2 separate regions of the Triticum aestivum genome follow, and region 2 is linked to region 1. The links are chromatin contacts, called in public Hi-C maps. All regions are on one chromosome and are shown on one strand. The core of a region is the stretch at or near the end of the contact, and the rest is flanking DNA. Distances in the headings are between cores, read along the strand shown.

Region 1 (6,150 bases), core at 2,363-4,862:
CTTTGCCATGTTAAGTTCTTGTAGCATGTAGTTTTCATACTCTAAAGTGTGCTACCTGATGTTAAATTCCAGACTTGTGTTGATTTCACTAAGTCTGAAACCTGTTATCATTTGCATTTTTGCCATGCTTGTTTGAACCTGTTAATGGATGAATTAGTCGTAGCTCAGTGTTCATCTTTTGTCAAGCATTATGAGTGGACCCCTGCCATGTATTTTGTTGTCATTTTTGAGTGTTGTAGCATAATTATCTTGATGCATTTAGATGGCTACCTGCTGATTATCGCAGATCGGTGCCATATTTGTTTTGCTTGCCATTTCCAAACCGTGCATCGGATTCCGGTGATGTTTATATCGATTTCAACCGAAATCACCTCACCTTTGCAGTGGCACTCTTGGATTTCCAAGTTGAGGCCAGGTTCAATCATTCCTTGTCAAATCTTGCATATGCATCACATACCGCATCCCGCATAGCATACCATGTTTGCATCATGTTGTTTGAGCATTGCACGTGGTTGATTGTGTTCCTTTTTGCTTGTTTATCTTGTTTGGGTAGAGCCGGGAGACGAGTTCGTGAACGAGGAGCCCGTTGAGTTTGCTTACGAGGACCAAGTCAACTATGACAACTTTGTAGGTAAGATGATCATACCCTCGAAATCACTTCTATCTTTGCTTGCTAGATGCTCGCTCTTTTGCTATGCCTATGCTATGACGCCTACCGCTTGCTTATCATGCCTCCCAAATTGCCATGTCAAACTTCTAACCCACCATGTCCTAGCAAACCGTTGATTGGCTATGTTACCGCTTTGCTCAGCCCCTCTTATAGCGTTGCTAGTTGCAGGTGAAGATTGGAGCTCGTTCCTTGTTGGAACATTGTTTATTGTTAGGATATCACCATATTATCTTGTTTATCTTAATGCACCTATATACTTGGTAAAGGGTGGAAGGCTCGGCCTTTTGCCTAGTGTTTTGTTCCACTCTTGCCGCCCTAGTTTCCGTCATATCGGTGTTATGTTCTCGGATTTTGCGTTCCTTACGTGGTTGGGTTATAATGGGAACCCCTTGATTGTTCTCCTTGAATAAAACTCCTCCAGCAATGCCCAACCTTGGTTTTACCATTTGCCACCTAGCCTCTTTTTCCCTTGGGTTTCCGAAGCCCAAGGGTCATCTTTATTTAAACCTCCCTGGGCCAGTGCTCCTTTGAGTGTTGGTCCCACCGAGTAGACTGCGGGGCCACCTTGGGGCAACTTGAGAGTTGGTTTTACTCGTAGGATGTCTCATCTGAGTGTGCCCTGAGAACGAGATATGTGCATCTCCTATCGGGATTTGCCGGCACATTCGGGCGGTGTTGCTGGACTTGTTTTACCAATATCGAGGATGTCTTGTAAAACCGGGATGCCGAGTCTGATCGGAATGTCTCGGGAGAAGGAATATCCTTCGTTGACCGTGAGAGCTTGTGATGGGCTAAGTTGGGACTCCCCTGCAGGGATTTGAACTTTCGAAAGCCGTGCCCGCGGTTATGGGCAGATGGGAATTTCTTAATGTCCGATTGTAGATAACTTGAAACTTAACTTAATTAAAATGAATCAACCGCGTGTGTTACCGTGATGGTCTCTTCTCAGCGGAGTCCAGGAAGTGAACACGGTGTTGGAGTAATGCTTGACATAGGTTGCTATAGGATCACTTCTTGATCATAGTTCTTCGTTCGTGCTTTGCCTTTCTCTTCTCGCTCTCTTTTGCGAACAGGATAGCCACCATATATGCTAGTCGTTTGCTGCAGCTCCACATATTACCTTGCCTTACCTATAAGCTTAAATAGTCTTGATCGCGAGGGTGCGAGATTGCTGAGTCCCCGTGACTCACAGTTTACTTCCAAAACCAGATGCAGGGACCGATGATACCGTTCCAGACGATGCGCTTGAGCTCAAGTGGGAGTTCGACGAAGACTCTCGCCGTTACTGTGTGTCTTTCTCAGATGATCAATAGTGGTGCCCAGTTGGGGCAATTGGGGACCGTGTCGCATGTTGGGGTTGATCTTTATTTTGGTACCGTAGTCAGACCATGAGTGTATTGGATGATTGTAATGTTATTCACGTATTTGTGTGACGTGGCGAGTGTAAGCCAACTATGTTATCCTTTCCCCTTTTATATATTTACATGGGTTGTTGTGAAGATTATCTTACTTGCGACATTGCTTTCAATGCGGTTATGCCTTTAAGTCGTGCTTCGACACGTAGGAGATATAGCCGCATCGAGGGCGTTACACAGCTCGCCGGACGAGGTCCAAGGATGCCCAGGGCGGGAGGCCGAGGAACCGGTATCGAGTATGCGTGGGCGACGCTCGTCCACGGATTGGTGCCATAGGTCCACGGTGGAGTCGCCTGCTGCTGACGAGGGCCCCCCCTTGCGCCTCGAGCTGCTACTTGTGCCGCCCCCGCAGCGGTTGTCGCACCGGCCACCACCCTGTGGCTGCAGCTGAGGGGCAGCGGGAGGGGCGGGGGCGCGGGCGGGAGGGGGAAGAACCCCGGGGGAGCGGGGGGGCTGCTGCCGGGGCGCGGGTGGCGGCCGGGTGCCGACGGCGAGGGCGTGGTGCTGCACACGCTTCTTCACCCCCTTTATTCGGCGCTCCTCCAACTACAAGTACGCCACAAACTTGGGGAAGGGGGGCTCCGGCATCAAGGTGAGGTTGAAGGCGGCGTTGCCGAAGTCCTTCTTGAGGCCGGCGGTGAGCATGCTGAGGAGGAGATCGTCATCAACCTTGGCGCCGATGTCACGGAGTTCATCCGCCAACGTCTTCAGGCGACGCCCATAGTCATCGATAGACTGGTCATCCTGATGACAGTCAAAAAATTCCTGCTGCAGAAAAATGCGACGCTGAAGCTTGTTGTCGGTGAAGAGCCCGTTGAGCTTGACCCACACTGCGCGGGCGTCATCACCATCGCTCACGATCGTGTGAAACAGGTCCTTGGAGATGGTGGTGAAGAACCACCGGATAAGCGTGGCGTCGATCGCAGTCCACTCGGAGTCGCTCACCATGGCGCGTGAGTCGACGTGTCGTCAACATGATCCACAAGATTGTTCTCGCGGAAGAGTAGCGAAAAGTATGTCTTCTACGCGAAGTACGTGGAGTCGGTGGCATCAAGGACGACAGGGACGCGTTTGTGGATGTTGATGTTGCGGGTGTCAGCGGGGTCCTGTCCGGTGAACGGGTTGGAGTAGGTCTGAATGGCCGGACATCCTGAAATAAATTCAAAAATAATGCGAGTGTCAGGAGTAAGTCTCAATGGGCTAAGGACCCCATCCTCCCACTAACCACAGTGATAGTGCGCGCATGGTAGTAGAGTACTTCAGTGCCGCGCTCGTGCTCCGCGTGGACGACAATGGCATCTTCTCCACTCTTTCTCATCGTACGCGCACGTTGGAGCTCTGCGATCTGTAGCGTTGACGCCATGTGACCCCTGCTCCACAAAAGTGCCAGGCAGCCGCGTCTGCTTTGGCCCCTCGCGCCTTTGCTCCCACTTCGTCTTTCTCGTTTGGAGTAAATATATTACGAGAATACAAGGCATTAATCACAGAACCAAAATGGCGCGATGTATTTTCGGCGCCTATTAATTCCGTGCATTGCTAGTTTCCTCCCGCCATTAATTTCTTCCAGCAATTTCCTGCTGGTTCGACCCATTTAAGGTCACCACTTTGCTCCATCTCTCAGACTCCAATCTCTCTCTCCTATTGGACGGACGGTCAGAGTCAGACCCCTTTGCCTTAGCCCGTAAGGTTACGTGGACATTGTGGTTTTCCTTGGCCTGCCCTTCTTGGCGCATTGTTTCGTCCGTCTCGATAGTCGACAGTCTGAAGCTCTCTTGGGACTGACTTGGGAGGTGAGGTGAGACGGCGCGGCAGCAATGGCTCACCGGCTGCTGCACGGCACCCTCCACGCCACCATCCTGGAGGCCGACAACCTCACCAACCCCGACCGCGCCACCGGCGGCGCCCCCCAGATCTTCCGCAGGGTCAGTCACTCCCCTTCCTCCCCTCTTTGCACTTGCTACAACCACGGCAGAGTGTAAGCAGAGTAGATTGCGTCCGTAGAGTAGAAACGAAGAAAATATCATATCCCACTCCCTTCGAGCCCGGAGATCTGAAATCTTGCTCGGCGGCAGAGGAATTCTTGGGGTTCTAGATGGAAGAGAAATTCTTGGTTGCCGTAGCGCATGAAAGGAGATGCGATTTTTACGGTCTGATGTTGGCCGCTAGTAGTAGATTTGTTCGTTTGAATGCGTAGGAAGCTTGTCGGATTGGTAAGGAATCTTGTTGTCTGGTTGCAGTTCGTGGAGGGGTTCGAGGAGACGATCGGGCGCGGCAAGGGGTCGACGCAGCTGTACGCGACCGTCGACCTCGGCAAGGCGCGCGTCGGCCGGACGCGGGTTATCGCCGGCGACCCGGTGAACCCGCGCTGGTACGAGGAATTCCACATCTACTGCGCCCACTTCGCCGCCGACGTCGTCTTCACCGTCAAGGCCGCGCAGCCCATCGGCGCCACGCTCATCGGCCGCGCCTACCTCCCCGTCCGGGAGCTGCTCGACGCCGGCGGCCGGGAGATCGAGCGCCGGCTCGACGTCCTCGACCCGAGCAAGAAGAAGATCCACCACGGGCCCACGATACACGTGCGGCTCAGGTTCTGCGACGTCGCCGCCAATCCCCGCGAGTGGGGCGCGGGCCTCGGCGGCGCGCGGCACCCCGGCGTGCCGTACACCTTCTTCTCCCAGCGGCCCGGGTGCAGGGTCACCCTGTACCAGGACGCGCACACCCCGGACGCGTTCGCGCCCAGGATCCCGCTCTCCGGCGGCCGGACCTACCAGCAGGGCCGGTGCTGGGAGGACGTGTTCGACGCCATCAGTGACGCGCGCCACCTGATATACGTCACCGGCTGGTCGGTGTACACCGAGATCACGCTGATACGGGACGGCTCCCGGCCGCGCCCCGGCGGCGACGCCACCCTCGGCGAGCTCCTCAAGCGCAAGGCCAGCGAGGGCGTGCGCGTGCTCATGCTGGTCTGGGATGACCGCACCTCCGTCGAGTCCCTCGGCATGACATGGGGGTATATGGGGACGCATGACGCCGAGACGGCGGAGTACTTCCGCGGCACCGACGTGCAGTGCGTGCTCTGCCCGCGGAACCCCGACATCGGCAGAAGCGCCGTCATGGGCTTGCAGACTGCCTACATGATCAGCCATCACCAGAAGATCATCGCGGTCGACCACGACATGCCGGTGAGGGGCAGCTTGAGCCGCCGCCGCATCGTCAGCTTCGTCGGCGGCCTCGACCTCTGCGACGGTCGCTACGACACGCAGTTCCACTCCCTGTTCAGGACGATGGACACGGCGCACCACAAGGACTTCCACCAACCCAACTTTGTCGACACGTCCATCACCAAGGGCGGGCCGAGGGAGCCATGGCACGACATCCATGCCAAGATCGAAGGTCCGGCCGCGTGGGACATCCTCTACAACTTCGAGCAGAGGTGGAGGAAGCAAGGTGGTGACAATGACCTCCTCGTCGATCTGAGAGCCTTGGCGAACCTGATCATACCGCCGTCGACCGTGACATTCCCCGATGACCAGGAGGCGTGGAATGTGCAGGTGTTCCGGTCCATTGACGGCGGTGCGAGCTTCGGCTTTCCTAACACCCCTGAGCAAGCTGCTCGATCCGGCCTCGTCAGTGGCAAGAACAACACCCTTGACAGGAGCATCCAGGATGCCTACATCCACGCGATACGTCGCGCACAGCACTTCATCTACATCGAGAATCAGTATTTCCTTGGCAGTTCATTCGCGTGGAAGGCCGACGACATAAGACCGGAGGAAATCGAGGCATTGCATCTGATTCCCAGAGAGCTTTCACTGAAGATTGTGAGCAAGATTGAGGCTGGTGAGCATTTCGTGGTCTATGTGGTGGTGCCAATGTGGCCGGAAGGTGCTCCTGAAGGTGGATCTGTGCAGGCAATATTAGATTGGCAGAGAAGGACGATGGACATGATGTACTATGACATTTCCATCGCACTTAAGGCGAAGGGGATCGACGCAAGCCCCAAGGATTACCTCACCTTCTTTTGCTTAGGGAACAGGGAAGCGAAGAGGAGCGGAGAGTATGAAC
Region 2 (6,150 bases), core at 1,373-3,872, 180 kb after region 1:
TTGAGATGAGATGGTGCTGATGAAGATGTTGATGGAGATTGCCCTCTCCCGATGAGAGGAGCGTTGGTGATGACGATGGCGATGATTTCCCCGACAGAACAGCTCCGCCAGAGCCCTAGATTGGTTCCGCCAAGGTTCCGCCTCGTGGCGGCGGAGTTTCGTCCGAGAAGATGGCTTATGATTTTTTCCCATCGAAAGACTCCATATAGCAGAAGATGGCCACCGGAGGGCCACCAGGGGGCCCACGAGGTAGGGGGCGTGCCCAGAGGGGTAGGGCGCGCCCCCACCCTCGTGGACAGGGTGTGGCCCCCTGGTGAAGTTCTTACTCTCAGTATTTTTTATATATTCGGAAAACATCTTCCGTGAAGTTTCAGGACTTTTGGAGCTGTGCAGAATAGGTCTTTAATATTTGCTTCTTTTCCAGCTCAGAATCCCAGCTGCCGGCATTCTCCCTCTTTATGTAAACCTTGTAAAATAAGAGAGAATACGCATAAGTATTGTGACATAATGTGTAATAATAGCCCATAATGCAATAAATATTGATATAAAAGCATGATGCAAAATGGACGTATCAGGCCCTTTCTACCATTGCGAATGTCACATAAAACCCCATCTTTCTATTATCGTTGAAGCACACATGATAGGCCCTCCGTGCAAAGGAGAAAGAGGTATGGACGGATGGATCCCCTTGTCTTATACCACGTGATGGAACAAAGGGATTTGTGTAGTCTCCATTAACCCGGACATCATATCAAATAGAGGTAACACATCTCATCACTGTCGCGACTCAATAGGGAACAAAACCCAACTTCAATAGGATGCCCTCCAAGTAGCACCATTCCACCCAGTCATATGCCTTCATCATATCAAATTTTAGAGCAAAGTGTGGAGTTTTGATCCGTTGCTTGCGGATGTTCTGAAGTCACTCATATGCAATAAGCACGTTGTCAGTAATCGGCCGCCCGGGAACAAAAGCACTTTGTTGCTCTAACACTATCTCTGGCAAGAAAAGCTTGAGCCTGTTAGCAAGAACTTTAGATGCTATTTTGCAAATGACATTGCAAAGGCTAATTGGATGAAAATTTGTCAATGTTCCAGGACTACGGACTTTAGGAATTAGAACAATTATCGAATCACAAGAACCTTCAGGCATTTCAGCCCCTGTCAAGAAACCTCGCACGACGGAACAAACATCTGTTTGCAAATGATCCCAATGATTCTGGTAAAAGAGTGCCGGAAAGCCATTTGGACCTGGTGCCTTGGTCTGCCCCATTTGAAGGCAGAAGCTTTGGCTCTAAGGTTCGGATTATCTCTCGCACATAAGGCGGGTTGCAATCGCCTTGACATTAATTCTGACAATACGAAAGTCATTGATACCATGAAGAATGGAGGACGTTCAGCAGGAGCAGCGGCGACAATTTTTGATGATTGTTATTTTTAGCATATGGTTTTCCTCTCACTAGGTTTGAGCATTGTAATAGGGAAGCGAATAAGGTAGCTCATGAACTTGCCAGATTAGCTAGATTTTCTGAGACAAGGGGTTGGATTGAGGAGCCTTTAGTCGAGATTGTACAATCTCTAATAGACGATGTAACCGTTATTTCTAATTAATAAAGGTGGTTATTTAAAAAAATGGATTTCACCGGAATTGGATAATTCCAATTTATTGAGTCAAAGGTCTTCGCAGAAAAAAGAATCTTAGGATTCAAATCCTCCAAAAGTTCTACGAATATCTTGTAATCCAAAGAAACCCCATATGCAAGGAAACATTCTTACACATACTCCGCCAGAGCCCTATAAGGTGTATTGATTTCCGTGCAAATCAACCATTTGAATGTTTGATCAAGACTATAGAATAAAATAACAACATCCGCAATACCTAATAGATAAAATATGAAACTACTTTTCTTGATGGATCCAATGATATGAATTTTGTATTGTAAATATTGATATATTTTTATAAAAGCTCAGCCAAACATGCACTCGTTATTGATCTATTGATCTACGTTATTCTTCATCTGCGGTGATTGCTGTTCTGGTGCGCTGGTCCTATGGGGCCTTAGCATGACGACTTCCCGACTGTCTACTACAACAAGTTGTGCCCGACTCTGATGATGGAGGGGCGATGACGGCGACGCGCCTTAGTGCTTGTAGTCATCGCTAGGTGGTTTACGGATCTGGATGTAATTTTTTATTATTTTTGGTGTTCGTTGTACTGCCATGATTGAAGATGAATAGATCGAAAGATTTCTCGCAAAAAAAAACATGCACTCGTTTGACGTTTGGAAAAAACAAATACACCTTATACTCCATAAAGGAACGGAGGGAGTATATTGTACTACAGATTTTGATGATAATCTATAAATAACAAAGCGCATACGTAATATGCTTTTTTCAAACAAAGGATATGCCATTGGACTTTGGTGCAGGTTCTTGCACAGTGGAGGGTGCTCCAATTCGTAGGAGGACATGGGAAAGGTCCGCACGGGTAGCCCATACCCATCCAGCGACGCTCATACGGGTAGGGTACCCTACCCGTAGGGCTGAAACCCACACGTGCATTCCCTTCCCTTCCACCCCTCCTTCCCCTCCTTTCCCTCTCCCTTCGATTCCGACTCGATTCTATTCCATTCCCCAAACCAACCCACCACCACCACCTCCCCCTCCTCCCCCCATTCCGCCTCGCCGCCGCCGTCGCCATGCCCGGCGCGGCGGCCCACGCGGTGGAACCCCGCGGCACCGCCGCACCCCCTCCCCCCGTGGCCGCCGCGGCGACGGCTGCGGCGGCGGCGGCGCCAGCGGCGGCCGCAGGGGGGCCGTGCGAGCCGGTGCGCAAGGCGGGCCCCGTGACCATGGAGCACGTGCTGCTGGCGCTCCACGAGACGGAGGAGGAGCGGGAGGCGCGGATCCGGGACATGTTCGACTTCTTCGACACGTCCGGGAGGGGCCAGCTCGACTACGCGCAGATCGAGGCCGGCCTCGCCGCGCTGCAGGTCCCCGCCGAGTGCAAGTACGCGCGGGAGCTGCTCCGCGCCTGCGACCGCGACCGCGACGGCCGCGTCGGCTACGACGACTTCAGGCGCTACATGGACGACAAGGAGCTCGAGCTCTACCGCATCTTCCAGGCCATCGACGTCGAGCACAACGGCTGCATCCTCCCCGAGGAGCTCTGGGACGCCCTCGTCAAGGCTGGTATGTTGTAGCCTCACCCCCACCCCCCGCCTGTACAGCTACCGACCTCCTCAATACAATCGCCCCTGCTGTGTGGTCACACGCTGGTTGCAGTGGCATCTTAATTGTAAATTATGACGCGTTGTGCGAAATGCAGTCTCTGTAGCATATTTCTGCCTGGTTGTTGTTGGATGCTTGCAACAAGCAAATCAGTAGCCAACCCGTTGGAGTGTAGCCCTTTTTTACTTCTTGGGGATTTACTCTGTGAGCAGATGTATGTCACTGTTGTCATGTCTGGACATTAGAAGGGTCCTTTGCGATTGACTAGATAGTATAGATACTGGTGCCAATTATGTTCAATCACACTTTTAGTTGGTGTATGTCTGTTTTCACAGAATGGTGAGTCTCGGTAGGCCCTGAGGGCCAGAACTGGCCTTATTGTAATGTCTGAGCAGTGGAGAAACTGAGCTCTAGGAGGTACCTTGGCTATTTGGCAAAATACAAGATGATCGAGTAATACATTAAATTTGTTAAGCATGTAAGCTTATTATTTCTCGATGGAAATGTAATTTAACCTCTCAGATTAGGAACATCAATTTTAACCAGTGTGTTACCACTAGCAAATTGAGAGTACATAAAATGTCAACCTGACTTTAGAGTTTAGTTTGTATTAACATGACGAAATGCAGCTCAGCAATAATACCATAACCATCACGTAAGTGTTCATGTTGATGCACAGTTGGGGATGAACTTAATGCTGTTGTCTTGCTCCTGCAAAAAGATTTGTAGTGTACGAAACATGTTGTTTAAGTTAGGCACTTAGGCATCAATTTATATATCTTTCTTGTTGTAGGATACCTCGGTTTGTCAAGCTACTAAACAAAACTGGCCAGAACCCAAAATGCCCACTTGGGATATTGGATCCGTAAATCACTTAAGATGCAGTAAGCAAAAGGGCAATGTACCTGAGTGCTTAGCATTTGTTTGGTGCAAAATAAAATAAAAATATCACTCCAATAGCACCACTGAAGTTTTGAATTTTGAAGAAACTTTAGAACAGAATTGTACACTACTAATTCCATCAAAAAGCTGAACACCAACACGGCAACACATTTCATCTATAGATTAATTTGCAACGGTTCATAACATATGTAGCACATTCGATACATTTGAAGTCCAACCTATTTCTTTACCATACATGAGCACTGAAGGCTTACATTGCTTGTTGACTGCTAAGAATTGGCTGAATCTTTAGAGTTAGAAATACTATACCACTAGTATTTAATAGGCCCACTGTTTGGTCTATGATCAGTTGGCAAATTGTTTGTTCTCTGTTTTTCTGTCATATACCGTGCCATGCTGGAACATGTGTGTTTTGGACCTTGGAACTTCAATTTCACTGCACCTTATGTTGATTGAAGTGCTTTTTTTTGGGTCTGTGCCTTGCCTTGGTACCTAGTCGTGTTCTGTAGACTCAATTACATGGTGGTGTATTGTAGCTTTCCAGTAAAATAATTGTGCAGTGATGTATGACAGTGCAGGTCTTGTTAGCTTTCCCAATTACTCCCTCTGTTCCAAATTATATAAGATGTTTTAGATATTTCAATATGGACTATATACGTACTGAAATGAGTGAACAAACACAGTAAAACGCGCCTATGTACATCCGATTCAGAAAAAAGTTAGAACATCTTTTAGGCCTCCTTTGGTTTAGAGGAATTTCATACGAATTCTAGAGGATAGGATTCTTATAGGATTTTTTCCTTTAGAGCCCTTTGGTTCATAGGAATGGATTCCTATTCCTACATAGGATTGGTTCCTATCCTCCACATTTCATAGGAAAATAAAAAAGAGCCTAGACTCAATGGAAAAATTCCTTTGGTGTCAACCAAATAACATCTTGTTTCCTATTTCTACTCATAGGATTTGAGATACATGTTATCTCATTTCCTACAAGATTCCTATTCCTATGATAATCCTATCCTATGAACCAAAAGAGGCCTTAATAGTGAAGGGAGGGAGTAACTAATATGAGCATATAACTTGCTGCATAATGTCAATAGCCATGAAGGCATCATGTTTTCTCATAGTTTGGCTGTTTTATGCTATAGAACACTGCTAAAATTTTGCCAATGCTTTCAAGTTCATCGTGGTTTACAGTTAAGTCGATTTCTTGTTCTAAACTTTTAACACCACTTTCTAAACGAGTTGAAATTGAACACATGAAAATAGCTGCTACAACTAATATTGATGGTTTATTTCCAACCACTCACATATTCAGTCACATGATATTCTACCAGATGTAGGTGTTGATAAGTCATAGTTTAGATCATTTAAATAATTGTGTGGCCCTAAATCCTCTCTTATCAAACAGTTCCACGTTACCACTAAAAATGACTATGAACACCTGATATTGTCATTTGGCATGCTCTCCTGCATTAAAGTGCATAATAATCCAGCACGAACGTATAGCTTATACTGGGTGTGCGTAATCGGCGTACCATCTCATGCTTCGACTAGATATACACTATTATAGTTTGGTTCTGCCCAATATGTGGAACATGTTTTTTTCCTGATTATGGGTATTCTTTAATTATGTGGTCATTCATTGGTATTGGAACAAACATGCATGCATGCAGCCTCAAATCCTATCCATTTCTTTAGACATCACGTTATTGCTGATGCCGAAAACTTGGACAGTTAATAACCGCTACCCTATCGTTTATTCACCTTGATCTTCACCTTGTCCAAGGGAGCAATCCTCTCCTGCTTGTTGGTGCAATTAGTACAACAGCCAACGCGGCTGCAGCTTAGCTAGGCAGTCCCAAGATTATATACCTTGTTACTAAACATTGCATGGCATAGGCAACTAAAATCAGATGTATCAAAAACACTCTCCAGGGAGGAATCCTATCCTGCTTGTTGGTGCAATTTCTACGGCAGCCAACACGGCTGCAGCTTAGCTAGGCAGTCCGAAGA

Evidence for each region. Hi-C and Micro-C count contacts between places; a contact is called where the count stands out from the background.
Region 2: a contact with region 1 is called in a Hi-C map of leaf, with 4 times the contacts expected there. The contact joins the promoter of LOC123148176 here to the promoter of LOC123148175 in region 1. A contact is called at or near these places in 2 of 5 Hi-C or Micro-C datasets (both in leaf).

The regions. Positions count from the first base shown.
Region 1 is chr7A:553,466,749-553,472,898 of IWGSC CS RefSeq v2.1, forward strand. LOC123148175 (phospholipase D alpha 2) reads left to right here and starts at 3,613. Exons shown (of 3, transcript XM_044567541.1): 1 at 3,613-4,007; 2 at 4,323-6,150. The coding sequence starts at 3,900.
Region 2 is chr7A:553,651,352-553,657,501 of IWGSC CS RefSeq v2.1, forward strand. LOC123148176 (calcium-dependent mitochondrial ATP-magnesium/phosphate carrier protein 2) reads left to right here and starts at 2,623. Exons shown (of 4, transcript XM_044567542.1): 1 at 2,623-3,192. The coding sequence starts at 2,700.